Linked DNA regions of Rattus norvegicus: region 1 is linked to region 2. Evidence: chromatin contacts called from public Hi-C data. All regions are on one chromosome and are shown on one strand. Each heading gives the region's core, a stretch centred on a gene start, on an enhancer-like site or on the middle of the called end of the contact. The rest is flanking DNA. Distances are from core to core; before and after follow the strand shown.

Region 1 (3,918 bases), core at 420-2,919, 310 kb after region 2:
CAGTGCTTGAATTTATACGCTTTTAACCCAGATTTTTGAGACTTAGATGTTGTCAGATACAAGCCAAGAACAACTACAATGTATGGCATTTTTATGGCATTTGTTTTTATATGGAGGGGGGTCTGTACCACCATACATGTGTGGGAAGCAGAAGACAGAGGTAGGTCTTTGACCACATGAGTCCCAGGGATTGAACTCCTGTCACCAGGCTTGACAGCAAGCACAATTACACCCAGCATCATCCCCCTTGTTCAATAATTTATAGTTGCACAACATGGAAAGAGTTTAAAACATCCAGTCAATGGCTAGTTCATACCTCATTTGGATGCTGATAATAACCATAAGCACATTACTAATTATTTGTCAACTTCAGCCTATAGAAAACGATCCAGAACATAGGCTTATCATGAGAACTAAATAGTGAAAGTGTCTGTGGACTGTTTAATACCAGACTGACAGCTTGGACTGTCATTATTGTCTTTGTAGTAGAGGAGATGTTATGTGGTATTTGAGTACTCATTTTGTTTCCGATTTTTATCTTTTTTCATTTTTCAGTATTATGTGACTGCCAAATAAGAAAAGACAGACATTTATTGAGTAGGAAAATGAATAAGAAGATTTTGCTTTGGCCATTACTATTAAAATAGAACTTTGACTTTGAATTGCTCAGTTAGGGATCATGAAGAAGAGTTTCCGAGGGTAAGTAGGTTCAACCATTCATGGATTTTTGAAACGTTTGGGGTGTCTGTCTTGGTAGCATGTCAAATGGCCTGCCCTTGCTGGGTCAGGCTTGGTGTCTCAGGTAGCAACTTGTTTTGATCAAGAAAATGTAGTGCCAGTCTACAAACAAATATGGTGGCATACAATGAGCCCAGCCCTATAGACTAGGATGTACATGAGTTTAAGGAGCCCACTTTGTAAATATTCTAAATAGTAGGTGAGAATGTGAAGAGTAAGATGTGTGTCTCTTTAAGTAAAACAAACGTTATGTGCTCACACTTTCACCTTCTGCAAAACGAGCTGGGCGTCACAGAATGCGTTCTTCCTAGAATCACTGCATCCAGACGTTCAGACATACCATACCCCTCACTTCCCTAAGTTTTCACCTCTGTGTAATGCATACAGACATATGGACAGACCAACAACAATCCTGAAGGGAGCTGCAACCACCCAGCATGTACATTTTGCAGATCCTTCAACCAGTTTCCCATCCTGCCCATCCCCTACGCAAATCAGGTTTGAATGCCCAAGCTCGTCACCTGGTATACAAAAACGCAGTCTAACACTGTATTTATTAGCAAACCCTTTCCCTTATGTTTAATTTATTGTTACAGTTTTTAAATGTACAAACAGTTATACCAGTTTTATACACAAAACCACAGGTACCGTTTTGTATCTGTCAAAATTCCAGCAGCCTGCGGTGAGAGACAGTTGAATAGATGTCCTGTGCTGCCACCTAGTGCTTTTGTGAAGACATGGCCGTGTCTTCACCAGGAAACAAAGGCAACTCGAGGCGCACGTATTATGGAATAGCTTCTCTAGAGCATTATCAAACAGATGCATTTATGATACTTGGACCATATTCCCCGCAACCTCACAACCTAGCTTGTTTTCACACAATAGCAGCTTACATCCCTGCTCTTCACTGACAAAACTCTGGCCTCCTAGCCTAGGGGCATCTGGTTTAAATCCAAACTGACTGGGCAAGCAAAATGCTCTCAGTTCTGAGCCTCTTTCTACAGCTCCCATCTGGCCAAGGTTTCCTTGGCAAGTCTCTTCCTCCTGGAGGGACAGTTTAATCTGAATGTCTGGCCTATTACTTCAATTTGGGTAGAAGGTATAAATGAGTCAGACAGCTTTAAAAAAATCATTATCTTTAAAATTGACTAAAGCAGCAGCCATTTTCTTTGCAGCATCCAAAAGTGAAGCTTCTGAATTTTCTTCCTCCTCAGCACACAGGGTTTGTATCACGAGTTAGACCTTAGGTCTGCCTCTGAGTTCCTCCCCTTTTCGCTGCCCGAGTCTCCAAAACACCATTCTTCTCCTCAATTAATAAATTAGCATGTTGCAGTTACACAAACAGTATTCTTAAAAGTACTATATTAGGCACTGGTTAGTGGGTGGATAAAGAAAAAGAAAATAGCCTTTCAGTGTGTCTGTGGATACCACCTCCTGCCTCTTAGCCCACACAGTCTCTTTTCTTTTCAGACCTTCTAGAACCTTGGACCCACTAACCCTTTCCTTGTATTGCTTCTCTTTCTCTACCTATGCCTGTCTCCTCCTGTAAGAATATTAGTACTTTGCACAATCCTTTCAACATTCCTCCTACCACTAAATTTCTTTATCCATGTTTTACCCCAGTGCAATGAATTCACCAAGCCCTTGCGTTATTGTCTAAATGTGCAAATTAGAGCCAGCCCTTTTTGTAGAGCCCAGGAACTGGGTGCCAGGGCTGGGTCATGCTTCTGAGCCTGACTTCTGAAGACTCTGACACTGGCTGTGTCTTTCTCTAAACAGCGTTTTGGCAATCCATGTCTCCAGTCAGTCACCACTTAGCCTGTAAGGAACTTCACTCTGGTGAATTCCCTTTACCCTTCTGGAATCCATTGCTTTGCCATAGCTCCCGACTGAATTTCTTTCTACTTGTTTATTTGTATTTGTCAAATGCCCCCATTGTCTTCCACCCTTCATGTTTTATTTTTTTAATATGAACTTCATCTGAATTTGAATTTTATATGCTTACCTTTATAAATACTTTCACCCACCCCTCCTTGGAACTGTCCAGGCTTCGTGATGGTGATGATTTTGACAACAATGGCGTGAGTGGTTCACTTGATACCCCTTCTTCAAAAACGAAGCCAAATCATCCATTTCTACTGTGTTTTTCTAACCACTTTCCAGGTCCGTACTACACTCATTTTATCAGCAAAATGGCTGTTGATTGTAACCATCTACATTGAGTTAGTAATCCCCGTATTCATGGTTCTCACCCTTGCCAAACGTGTCTGAAGCACCAGGAGCCTGAAATTTCAGTGATGCTGAGCCACTTGGACACATTGGGTTTATACTTATATGACCCCCATCTTTATCTATATATTCTGCCAGTGAAAAATATGTTTAAGGCCTTATTGCTTTACCCCAGGATTGCAAACTTCCTTTGGCTTCTAACTCAACTCTTATGCCCAGTCATATCAAAAAGGAATCGTGGTTAGTCTTTCAGCCATTATGCTCTCATGCAACTCACCTGTACAAACCCACAAGCACATCTATTGGTTCTCCCTATCTTGTTTATATCATTTCTACGTGGGTGTGCATATAGCTTCTATGATAGACCCTACTCTAACTCCATCTGATCTCTTCTACTTGTTCTCTGAATATGTCCCATGTTTCAGTCAGCTTTGTCTTTCTGGCATTTCTTATAAAGGGATATTTTTGCACACAGCATTTCTTGCCCTCTGAATTCTCATTCATACTTTCTAAAAACTAAACCTTACTAATCTCTCAAAATGCACATACAGAGAGTGCAGATAAGACTCAGCTGATAAATTGCTTTCAATGAGAGCACGAGGGCCTGAGTTCAGGTTCCTGCATCCACATAAAAAGCCAGGCTCTATAGCAAAGTGGCAGGCTCTAAATGTCATGGCACAGATACCACTTTGAGGTGAGCTGCTGAGTGTGACACAAAAGCTCTCAGTGGAGTTCTGTGGGGTTCTTACACTGTTAGAACGAATCACAGGCAGTGGATGGTGATCTCAATGTTAGATAATTAAGTAACTGATGCCTCTAACAAGATCTTTGGCCCACACTTAATAAAGTAGATGGATATTTAGCCTACTAAATAATAACTTGAGTTGCCTGATCCTCCTGTATCTAACATGGATGTCTGGTATTTCTGGTCTCTAAATTTGGAAGCAATGA
Region 2 (3,906 bases), core at 945-3,444:
GAATTGAAGGGATGAATAGATGGATTCAGCACATGAGCCTGGCTTGTCGGAAAGCCTTATTTTAGATGTGTTAACATGTATGTATTTTTAATTAAAGCATGTATATGAATGGGTGATACAGTACTTTTCAGCTATTACAGTGGCACCTTTCAGAGCAAACTTCTTCCTATTTCAAGAAAGATCATTTTAATGTTTTTATCTACCTAGGTCAGCTTCCTTCTTTCTTATCTTGGTTACAGACAGAAACTTCCTTCCGAATATACTGAAAAAATTCATATCTATAGTAAGTGGGAGAAATCATCATGGGATTAATTATTCGTGGAAAACACAGGAATAGTTGGGATGTCTATCTCTACATGTATGTATCTACATTTGTACTCTTGCCATCCATGAGTCTGGCTTAAAAAGAGAATAAATAAAATGTAAATGGAGGCAGATTAGAACTGTCTAATTGTCATAAAACAATAGTTTCTCATCCTCCAAAATTTATATTTAAAAATTGTTCAATGTATCTTTGTTCACCAAGCACTTTAATTAACACCTATTACGTGGTGATTATATCATTCAACATTTAAGTGCTTAATTTGCAATCTGGAATTACAGGCATTCCCCGATAAAGATATATTTTCATTTGTTGCATTTGTATTTTTAGTAGAAGACAAAAATAAGCAGATACTTATATGATAATATGAACCTAGATCCATAAACACGAGTTTCCCCCTCCTTTCCATTGCACTTGAGATTAAAACACAGGAACAGTCTATTTTTATGTGCTGAGCTGTTGGATGTTTTTTCCACGTCGTGAGGGGTTGGAAGTACTGTACCTGCCATCTACTGGAAGTCTGTGGGAGGTACATTTCCCTAGGAACAACTCCACTCCTCTGGAGAGAGGCTAGAAAATACTGCTGGTGCTATTTGAGGAAATTGTATCAGAGGCTTTGAGGTCGTTTAGTGCTATTAAAGAAAATTAAAAAAAAAAATGACCTCATTAATCCTGGGCACAAAATGGACCTAGTTAAATCTGAAAAGGAAAAAGGAAAGAGTGACTCACCTTTGAAATGTTAAAGTTTCTACAAGGCCGGGGTGGGGTGGGGGGGTGGGGGGGGAGAACAACTCATGTCCTTCCCTAGATTCTCACTGGGAGGAGAGCTCTGGCTTGGGGCTGTGTGTGTGTGTGTGTGTGTGTGTGTGTGTGTGTGTGTGTGTGTGTACGGGCGGCTGGCATGTATCACAACTCTTGCAGTTATGTCTTGGCTCAAGGGGCAGCCGGGATTTTCTTTCTTTCTTTCTTTTTTTTAAAGTTAATTTTGTTGAGCATTTCTGGGCTTCATTGGACTGTTTGACAAAGGCCAGGTGCTAAAATGAGAGGAGACAAGATTTGGAGACTGTACTGAAGTGACAAAGAACAGCAAACAATCAGACACCATGGTTACTTCTTTAATTACAAGCTTTGGGAACTATATTTAATTCCTCCCACTATGCTCTGGGTCAAATAGCTACTTTCTGCAACCTGCACACCTACAAGGACAATTCATGGACTTGTATTGCAATCTCATCAGTCCATTTTTTTTGCCTAAACAGTTTTTTAATATAATTTATGTAAGGACTCCTTTTTCCTGAGATTCAAAAAGACAAACAGCCATTTAATTCTGTTTTTATGAATGGCTGTTAGTGTTTTAAAGATTTAAAGACAGAGTTCAATGCTTCCATGCTTCTGGTAGCTAGATGAAAACATCAAATGAGTTGAGATGAGTTACGGCTTTCCACATGACACGCTCAGCTTGAAAGTTTCATACCGGATGGCAGCATCAGTGCTAGGGTGAATGGCTGCACTAAGGTCCCATTTGTAGTGTGCAATGTTCAGTTCAGCGTGCTTCGCACCAGTTGGGACTACTTCCATGACCTCACATTACCTCTAATGAAATTCTAAAATAAACATTGGATTTGAAATTGAACCAGGAATGTCCTTGAGCCACTGTCATGTGAACAAAGACAAAAAGGGGGAGGGTATAAAACTATGTGCTAGAAGTGTCCTTGACATTGGGCACTAGGAGTATCCACTTAAACTTGGAAATTCAAACAAGGAGATCACTTTCCACACAAGTTTCAGTCTTAAATTAGCATACTGGAGCACAGGAGGGAGAACACAGTGGCAGCTGTTATCTGCAGGGATAGTGGGACAGTTAGGAGGACAAGTCGCACAGAGGGCTCCAGTGCTAAGTGATGAAACAGTAGGACTTTTATGTTGAGCAGACAGACAGACCAAGACACAGAAAATCCTTCCGCCACTGGGGGCGGGGAGGAGTGCAGGAAGCAGTGTTTAAAATGCATAGCCAGACTCAGAAAGAAATACATCCAGTCCGAAGGAGCTAGAAGGAATCAGAAAAGAGAGTGGATTAGGAAACCAGGGCTGCACCCTGACAGCTAGTCAGGAGATGAGGGGTGGGGAGGCGTTAGTCAGTTCTGGAAATTAAGTGAAGGCTTGGGAGCCGCTTGCGTTGGAGAGTAAGATCGTCAAACTTTCACTTCACACACAATGCTACAAAACTGGGCTAAGGGAAATAACATTGTTGGTTTAGGAAATGTGCAGAGAGGGGACTACCTATCTAGTTGCAAAGACAGTGGGTAGAACATTATTGACTGGATCTGGGATCTGGACAGGAAAAATTATTCCACTAAAGATTATCCACTGAAGGAACAAAGATCAGAATTAGACCACAGGAACTTCTGATGATAAATTGAAGCATGCATACAATTAATTTAATTAAAAGAGGAAGGAATCTAAAGTCTAAGAAAGTAATTCAATATTACCCAAAGTACATAAGAGTCTCTCTCTCTCTCTCTCTCTCTCTCTCTCTCTCTCTCTCTCTGTGTGTGTGTGTGTGTGTGTGTGAGTATGTGTGTGCACACACTCACACACACACATACATGGCAAACACATATACAGACCCTCATAGAATAAATAAAAATAACAGTAAATCTTTAAAATAAAATGTATTAGGGCTGGAGAGATGCTCCAGTAGTTGAGGGTACTGGCTGATCTTCCAGAGGAATTGGGTTCAATTTCCAGCACCCACATGGCAGCTCACAACTGTCTGTAATACAGCTCCAAGTGATTTGACACCCTCCACAGGCAAAAATCCAGGTAAAACACCAATGCACATAATAATTAATTACTTAATTAGTTAATTAATGTATCATACAGTCTATAATTTCATCGGTGTTTAAAACATTAAAAAGCTACTTGTATGTTTGTATAAAGGATGTTTATTTTCTTTATATTAGACTCCGTCTAGCTGCTTTGTTTTCTATAATTGTTATTGAGCATAATTAAAGATGATTGCTAGGAAAAACCTGAAACAGGAAAATTTCAGGGGACAATGTATAGTAACTTATTAAAAGGTCACTGGAATGTATTGGGCATGATTGAAGAGTAACTCAATGCTCAGAAAAATCAGTTTGCTAGTCATGAAAGGACTCCTAATGACATACTGCCATACGCTTAGCTCAGGACCTCACTCAGCCAACATCTGAGAGGCTTCCTCTTGGAGTAGATAGAAATTAATACAGAGACCCACAAGTAGACAATGTGAAGAGAGTGACAGATGTAGGAGCACTCGACCCTACACAGGATGTCTACATTAATCCCGCCCCTCAAGGTCAGGAAGCTTCCTGGAAAGGGAAGTAGGGAAGTGTAAGACACAGAGGGTAGGATGACTCCAGGGAAACAGTGTCTTCCACACACAACAAGACTGGTGCACCTGCAAACTCACAGAGACTGTGGCATGAGACAGGTTCAGGGTTCTACACCCTAAACCAGAGTGTTCTGCAACGATACCCACTGGCATAAAGCGAAGATTGATTTTTCTCTAATGAATGATCACGGGTTACTTCATCTAAGCTCCA

The links. Hi-C and Micro-C count contacts between places; a contact is called where the count stands out from the background.
Region 1: a Hi-C map of the A7r5 cell line shows a contact between it and region 2, with 5 times the contacts expected there. The contact joins two enhancer-like sites. A contact is called at or near these places in 2 of 12 Hi-C or Micro-C datasets (the A7r5 cell line and frontal cortex) and 1 of 1 datasets of contacts at active chromatin or transcription factors (oligodendrocytes).

What each region holds. Positions count from the first base shown.
Region 1 is chr6:74,120,227-74,124,144 of GRCr8, forward strand. No RefSeq gene overlaps it. Among named protein-coding and RNA genes, the nearest start is that of Prkd1, 350 kb to the left of the region's middle. Within about 2 kb of position 1,670, at least 12 of the 93 cell types and tissues checked have an H3K27ac peak or open chromatin away from gene starts, as enhancers often do.
Region 2 is chr6:73,813,842-73,817,747 of GRCr8, forward strand. No RefSeq gene overlaps it. Among named protein-coding and RNA genes, the nearest start is that of Prkd1, 41 kb to the left of the region's middle. Within about 2 kb of position 2,195, at least 13 of the 93 cell types and tissues checked have an H3K27ac peak or open chromatin away from gene starts, as enhancers often do.